Regions from separate parts of the Mus musculus genome. Here region 2 is linked to region 1. Evidence: chromatin contacts called from public ChIA-PET data. All regions are on one chromosome and are shown on one strand. The core of a region is the stretch at or near the end of the contact, and the rest is flanking DNA. Distances in the headings are between cores, read along the strand shown.

The links. ChIA-PET counts read pairs in DNA pulled down with a chosen protein or histone mark.
Region 2: an RNA polymerase II ChIA-PET map of memory CD8 T cells shows a contact between it and region 1, with 34 read pairs. The contact joins the enhancer-like site here to the promoter of Tbr1 in region 1. A contact is called at or near these places in 15 of 39 promoter capture datasets (the 3T3-L1 cell line, the HPC-7 cell line, cranial neural crest and 10 more), 7 of 115 datasets of contacts at active chromatin or transcription factors (DN3 thymocytes, bone marrow-derived macrophages, embryonic hindbrain and 3 more) and 2 of 9 other capture datasets (adipose tissue and liver).

Annotation. Positions count from the first base shown.
Region 1 is chr2:61,803,025-61,805,937 of GRCm38.p6, reverse strand. It overlaps Tbr1 (T-box brain transcription factor 1), which reads right to left and starts at 1,485. Exons shown (of 6, transcript NM_009322.3): 1 at 539-1,485. The coding sequence starts at 1,230.
Region 2 is chr2:62,389,911-62,392,823 of GRCm38.p6, reverse strand. All of the region lies in intron 2 of Dpp4 (dipeptidylpeptidase 4), which reads left to right. Among named protein-coding and RNA genes, the nearest start is that of Dpp4, 21 kb to the left of the region's middle. Within about 2 kb of position 1,518, at least 111 of the 459 cell types and tissues checked have an H3K27ac peak or open chromatin away from gene starts, as enhancers often do. A contact at or near this core is called in DN3 thymocytes, the HPC-7 cell line, adipose tissue and 4 more, where this site is marked.

The DNA.
Region 1 (2,913 bases), core at 236-2,735:
AAAGGGAAAATAAATGTTAAAGATTAAATGCAAGAAGCGGGGCGCCAGAAAGCTAAGCAAAACTTGTCCTCGCCGCGTGTCTGAACGAAATGTCTGCTGATCTAGGAAAGGGGGTAGTGGGAGAAGGGAAGACGTAGGGCCGAAGTCGGGAAGAGCAGCGAGCGCTCTGCAGTGGGGGACCAACAGGGATCAGTGCTCGGTGGAGAGCCGGTGGCGGCCTGCTTCTCCACCTGTCGGCTCGGGCCAGCTTTGATGCGTCGCTCTGAATGCCTAGGAGCGGCCGCGGCTCTCCGTCGTGCTCTAGCCACTGACTGGTTCTCCGACCGCATTGGCACAGCAGGCTCCCCGCCACCAACATCACGGTGGTTATTATCCCTTCCACATTCCCCTTTTCCAAAACCAGCCAACTCCAGGACGCACCCGAGCGCCTCTCCACTCCGCTCCCCGACCCCACATAGTCGCTGCCCGGCGGTCACAACTTGGGTGCGTTCGCCCAGGGTCACGCCTGGAACAGCGGCAGCCAAGAAAGTAGCATTACCTTCCCTGTTTAGTGATGATCATCTCCGTTTGATGCCGATGAAATTTCAGCCAAAGTGGCCTGTTGCACAGGTATACTTGCGCCTTGCCGGGCACCAACCCGGGCTGGGTGGAGGAGAACTGGTAGAAAGGGGCTCCTTGGTAGGAGTGGCCGTACTGCTGTGGGTAGGGGTAGCCGGCCGTGGGGTAGCCCTGCGGCGAAGAGTTGGACAGCAGGCTGTTGTAAGCTCCGTTGGTAATGACCGGGTGGTGGGCCATGTAGCGACTGGGGCTGCCGATGGAGAAGGCGGGATGCGCCGGTCCGTGCTGGCTGGGGTACGGGAACATGGCACTGGGAGCGGTGGCCGCAGACTGTGGCTGGCTGGACTGAGAGAGTAGGTAACGATCTGCAGCAGAGCCATCGAAACTGTGACGAAGCTCAGAGACCCCGTCCAAGACAGGAGAGAGTTTACTTCTCTGGACGTCCCCTGGTGAGTCCTTGGAGTCAGGAAAATTGTCTGTATCTGACTGATTCGTCATCCCCCTGGTAATTTTTTTCAAAGGTGAACTTCTCTCCAGGTTGTCAGTGGTCGAGATAATGGGATGATCATGCAAGACAAGCTCAGATCCGCCCGAATGTGGGTAGCTGCTGCTCACATTGAGAAATTTCTTGGAGAGCATGATAGAAGGAGAGAGGCAATGCTCCAGCTGCATAGCTCTAGAACCTGAACGCTGGCCCTCCCGTCCCTGGGTTTTAAAGTCCTGTTTATCATACACTAGGAATCCACAGACCCCTCACTAGACAGAAAGCACTTCAACCAGCAAATGCTTCTCAAAGGTTTGATTTACTTTTTTTTTTCCCTGGGAGAAGAGATTGGCCAATTGACACTATGCAGCAATCAGAAAAGGCTCACTTTTGATCTTGCTGCTTATGCAGCCGATGAAACGGCTCTTGCCATTGGTTAGCTGCTGACAGTAATTTAATTAGATAGACATTAATTAGGATAATCACCTGGCTCCTGGTCGCGACGATCATGGCAAATTGAAGGGGATGATTTTATTGTTGGCTTGGGGGGTGGGGAAAGTGTGTTGGTTTACGTGAGCTCTGTTATGTCACCTTTAAGCTTTGTGACCACTGCTTCAGGAAGATTCAAAGATGTGCAATTTACTAAACAGTTCCTTACCCCCCCCCCTCTCTTTAGAGAGGAGGGGCGGAGGAGGGAATTCGATGATGCTAGGAGACTTTTCGGATCTGAATGAGCCAAATATTCAGTTGAATGTAACGATTTCAAGTGCAAAGTATACAAAGCGCGAGCCGGTGGCCTCTTCTCGCCCTGTAAAACTTCCAGAGTCTGTCTTTTCCAGTTAATACACAGAAGCACACACACCTGAGCCTGTGCTTTGTTGAATCGGTATTGCGTGTCCTTGCCGCCCCCTCCCCCACCTTTAAACTACACGAGTAAATAAATAAATAAACAAACCTCTGCCGCTGAAAGCCACAGCGTTAAGAGAGGAGAAGAGGAGGCAAAGCAGTTAACCCACCCAGCAACCCACCTCGGGAAGGTTCGGTTTCCGGCAGGGGTACAGAAACAGTGACAATCTATGATCTCCTTTTTAAGTTTTGAAATAATCATAAGCTGTCGCGCTGAAGTGCTTTAATGTATTTGCAGTCATGTTTACTGGGTCGTTACTAAATATTTTATCAGCCAACTTGGTTGCAGATCATCTGAAGAGCAGCTAGCTGGGGGCGGGCGCCATGTATCCTTTGAGCCCCACCGCACTTCCTCCTTTCCGAGGCACTGGCTTGGTGACAGGTTCATAAGCCTCGCCAGGAAAAAGAGAGGGCTGAGTCCCCAGTGCAAATGGGTTCTCTAGAAGCGTTGATCTGGGGAGACAGAGTGGAAGCGGTGTCAATGCGATGATCTTACTGACTGGTGTGGTGTGTGTGTGTGTGTGTGTGTGTGTGTGTGTGTGTGTGTGTGTGTGTGTGTGTAATGTTTACATAATCCAGAGGGAGAGAAAAAGAACCCATGCCAGTAATTTTTAAAAGAGGATTAGCGAAAAGAATCGATGTAAAGAGATTTTGGCACAAGTAATACGAGGCCCCAAGCAACTCTGAGGTATAGAGAGAAAAGATCTAGTACCTGCTTTCACAGGCGGCTAGCCTTCGGCCTCGAGCCAAGAGAGCCTGAGATCTATAAACCCAGAGCTCATGCTTGTGTCCAGGCATGGCCAACCCTGAAGGCAAGAGGTGCAGAAAAGCAGAGCCAACCCCGGGCTTAGCTCAGCTCGGCCAGCAAGGTGGTGAGCTCAGGGGGACTAAGAGAGTGCCAGGCGACCTGTCTGGCTCAGGACCGAGAGGCTCACACTCCACCCATGCCTCAGGCAGGCTGGGTC
Region 2 (2,913 bases), core at 269-2,768, 590 kb before region 1:
CACACAGTTCCAGGCTCTATCCATTATCCACTTCCAGTGTTGCTTAGCAACTCTTCACTTGTCCAATACCAATTTCTGGGCTGGCCATTTTATGCTGCTAGGACAAAATATCTAAGGCTGGGTAATTATAAGGGACAGGAAGTTATTTCTCATAGTTCTAGAACCTGGGAAAGCCAAGGTCAAGGAACCAGCTAGCTCAGCATTATGTAAGAGATTGCTTCCCTGATGACATCTTCTATCAGCAGCATCCTCACGTGGTGGTCCATGGTGGGGTACACTCATTGCCCCCACCCATTTCACAAGTTGCTAATCAATCCTGAGAATAGAACCTCCAGTACTTAATCACCTCTCTCCAAGCCTGCACCTCTTAAAACTACTGCAATGAGTTAGATCTGAACAATAGCAAGTTATTCAGTAGTTCCCCAAAGCCAAATGCAATAGGCAAGTCTGTGCTCACAACTAGGCCCTTGGCTTTCAGTGCCACCTGCGACTCCCTTCTTGTGTTTTGTGATTCGGCAGAGATAGGAAGTGGCTGTGTGATCCAGTCTCAGGGGCCATGAAGCCTGTCCGTTAATTGTTACTTCCTCCTTATTGAATATTTTTTCTTTGTCTGCCAAGACTGCTATTTTACAAAAGTGAATTCTGCAGTAACACCTGTTTTATTTCTTTGTACTCTTTGTAGAGACAAGAATTAGTGTGGAATGTTGACTGGTTGCCATATGGCATCCACAAACTACAACCAAATACCTCTTTTTCCTGTTTTTTTCTTAAACAACTTCATGCATTTGTGAGCCTTAAGAAACATATTTCTTTCTAGAAGTATTTCATTAGCTATTTAATTTCCAAAGCAGTTTATCTTTGGAAAGTAGAAATGTTATAAATCAGAGTTTAAGAGTTAAAACATTAATGATGAATGAACATATTTTTTATTGAAAAAATAGTTAACACACATGGTGACATTGGTCAAAATCAAGACTACTCTGGAAGACTGTAGTCTCTCTTATTTTGATTTTGTTATCCTGGGGTTACAATTGATTTATAAGTAATTCTGACCTTGAAGCTAGGATTCATTATACCATAGCCTTTGGTGAGACTTCATTACTAGGCTGAACCATTTTGAATGCTGCTCTTCTGATGTTTATGATTGACAAATGTCATTTTTACATGGCTCATCTTAGTTCTTTAAGCCAAGGAAATAAAGCAGAATACAGCTAATGTCTTCCCTAAGATTCTAAATTCAAGAGATTGCATTTGTTTATGAGCTGATGGGTACCACATGATCAACTGCTTTCCTTGGCTGGCACAAGGCTTTAAATCAATAAGTCAAGTGAACGGCGTGTCCCGGGTCGCACCACGAAAACCATAGCAGCAGCCAAGGACCTGCATCTGTTGCTGCAGCAGTGCCCTGTCAAGGAGCAAGAAGACGAGGAAGGAGAAACAGGAACATGAGCACGTCCTGTAAGAGTCGGAAGGGTGTACCTTGCCAGCAAACTGTGAAGCTGATAAAGGTCAAAACCTGGACTTGGCACTCGAATCTCACAGAACTCGCTTATCTAGATGTTTCCAAACTGTCTTCCAATGTGTCCTGCTCATCAAACGGCAAGATAAAAAACAAAACTAAAAAAAAAAAAAAAAAACCCAAAAACCAACCCACAGGGAGTAGTTGTTGTTCGACTTGCTCTAGTGTGGCCAGACTCTGGGACTGTTTGTGAACAGATAAAAAGTGGTTTGCATTCAGCTTCCTGAGCACCTAAGTGAACCTTACACAAGGCAGGGCTGGTGTAGGCCCTGCGGGTGTATACGCGCCGTGAGTCATCTTCCTTGATCTGCGTGTAGATCCCCAAGAATGTCATAAGCTGAAGGGAACCAGAGTGAGGCACAGATGAGGAGCTTAGAAAAGCTATGTGCTGATGTGAGAACAGGCTGAGCAGTGCCAGAGGGGTGCTAAGAGGGGCGCAGGAAGGGAATAATGGCCCACTGGATACTAGGTAATCCCAAGGAATCTGGACTCGATTATTAATTTTAATTAATTATCAATTAAAATTATCAGCTCCAAACTGTCTCTGTAACTCCTTCCATGGGTGTTTTGTTCCCAGTTCTAAAAAGGGGCAAAGTGTTTGTTAGGCTATGCTGGTGCCTGGCAAACACAGAAGTGGATGCTCACAGTCAGCTATTGGATTAAACAACGTCTGTGAGCTAACAAGGAGAATGTAGCAGTTTTATCTATGGAAGGAGAAGGTTCAAAAGTCGGATATTATCAGGTTAGCTCAAAAGGAACTACTGTTAAAAACTTCGTTGGAAAGGACAGTTTCTATAAGAGAATTACTTTCCCATGGGCTTTGAAAAGAGTAACACAAAGGGCAGCTTTTACTGGCCTGCTTGTGATGTGGCAGGTGCTGTGGTTAGGTGTTTCCATGCACATGAAAATGTTTGAGAGTGTGGAGAAAGATGTTAGGCTCTTTGTGATTTGTCTCTGGAGTGAAGTGAATGAATAACTTTACTTTGTGTAAAGGAATTTTTTTTTGTAATACTTATGTGATAACATCTTACATTAAGTAATAAAACCTCACAAGAGACAGCTATATCAGGGTCCTTTCAGAAAAATCTTGCTGGCGTATGCAATGGTGTCAGCATTTGGAGGCTGATTATGGGATGGATATCCGGGTGTGGCAGTCTCTAGATGGTCCATCCTTTTGTCTCAGCTCCAAACTTTGTCTCTGTAACTCCTTCCATGGGTGTTTTGTTTCCAATTCTAAGAAGGGGCAAAGTGTTTGTTAGGCTATGCTGGTGCCTGGCAAACACAGAAGTGGATGCTCACAGTCAGCTATTGGATGGAACACAGGGCCCCCAATGGAGGAGCTAGAGAAAGTACCCAAGGAGCTAAAGGGGTCTGCAACCCTATTGGTGGAACAA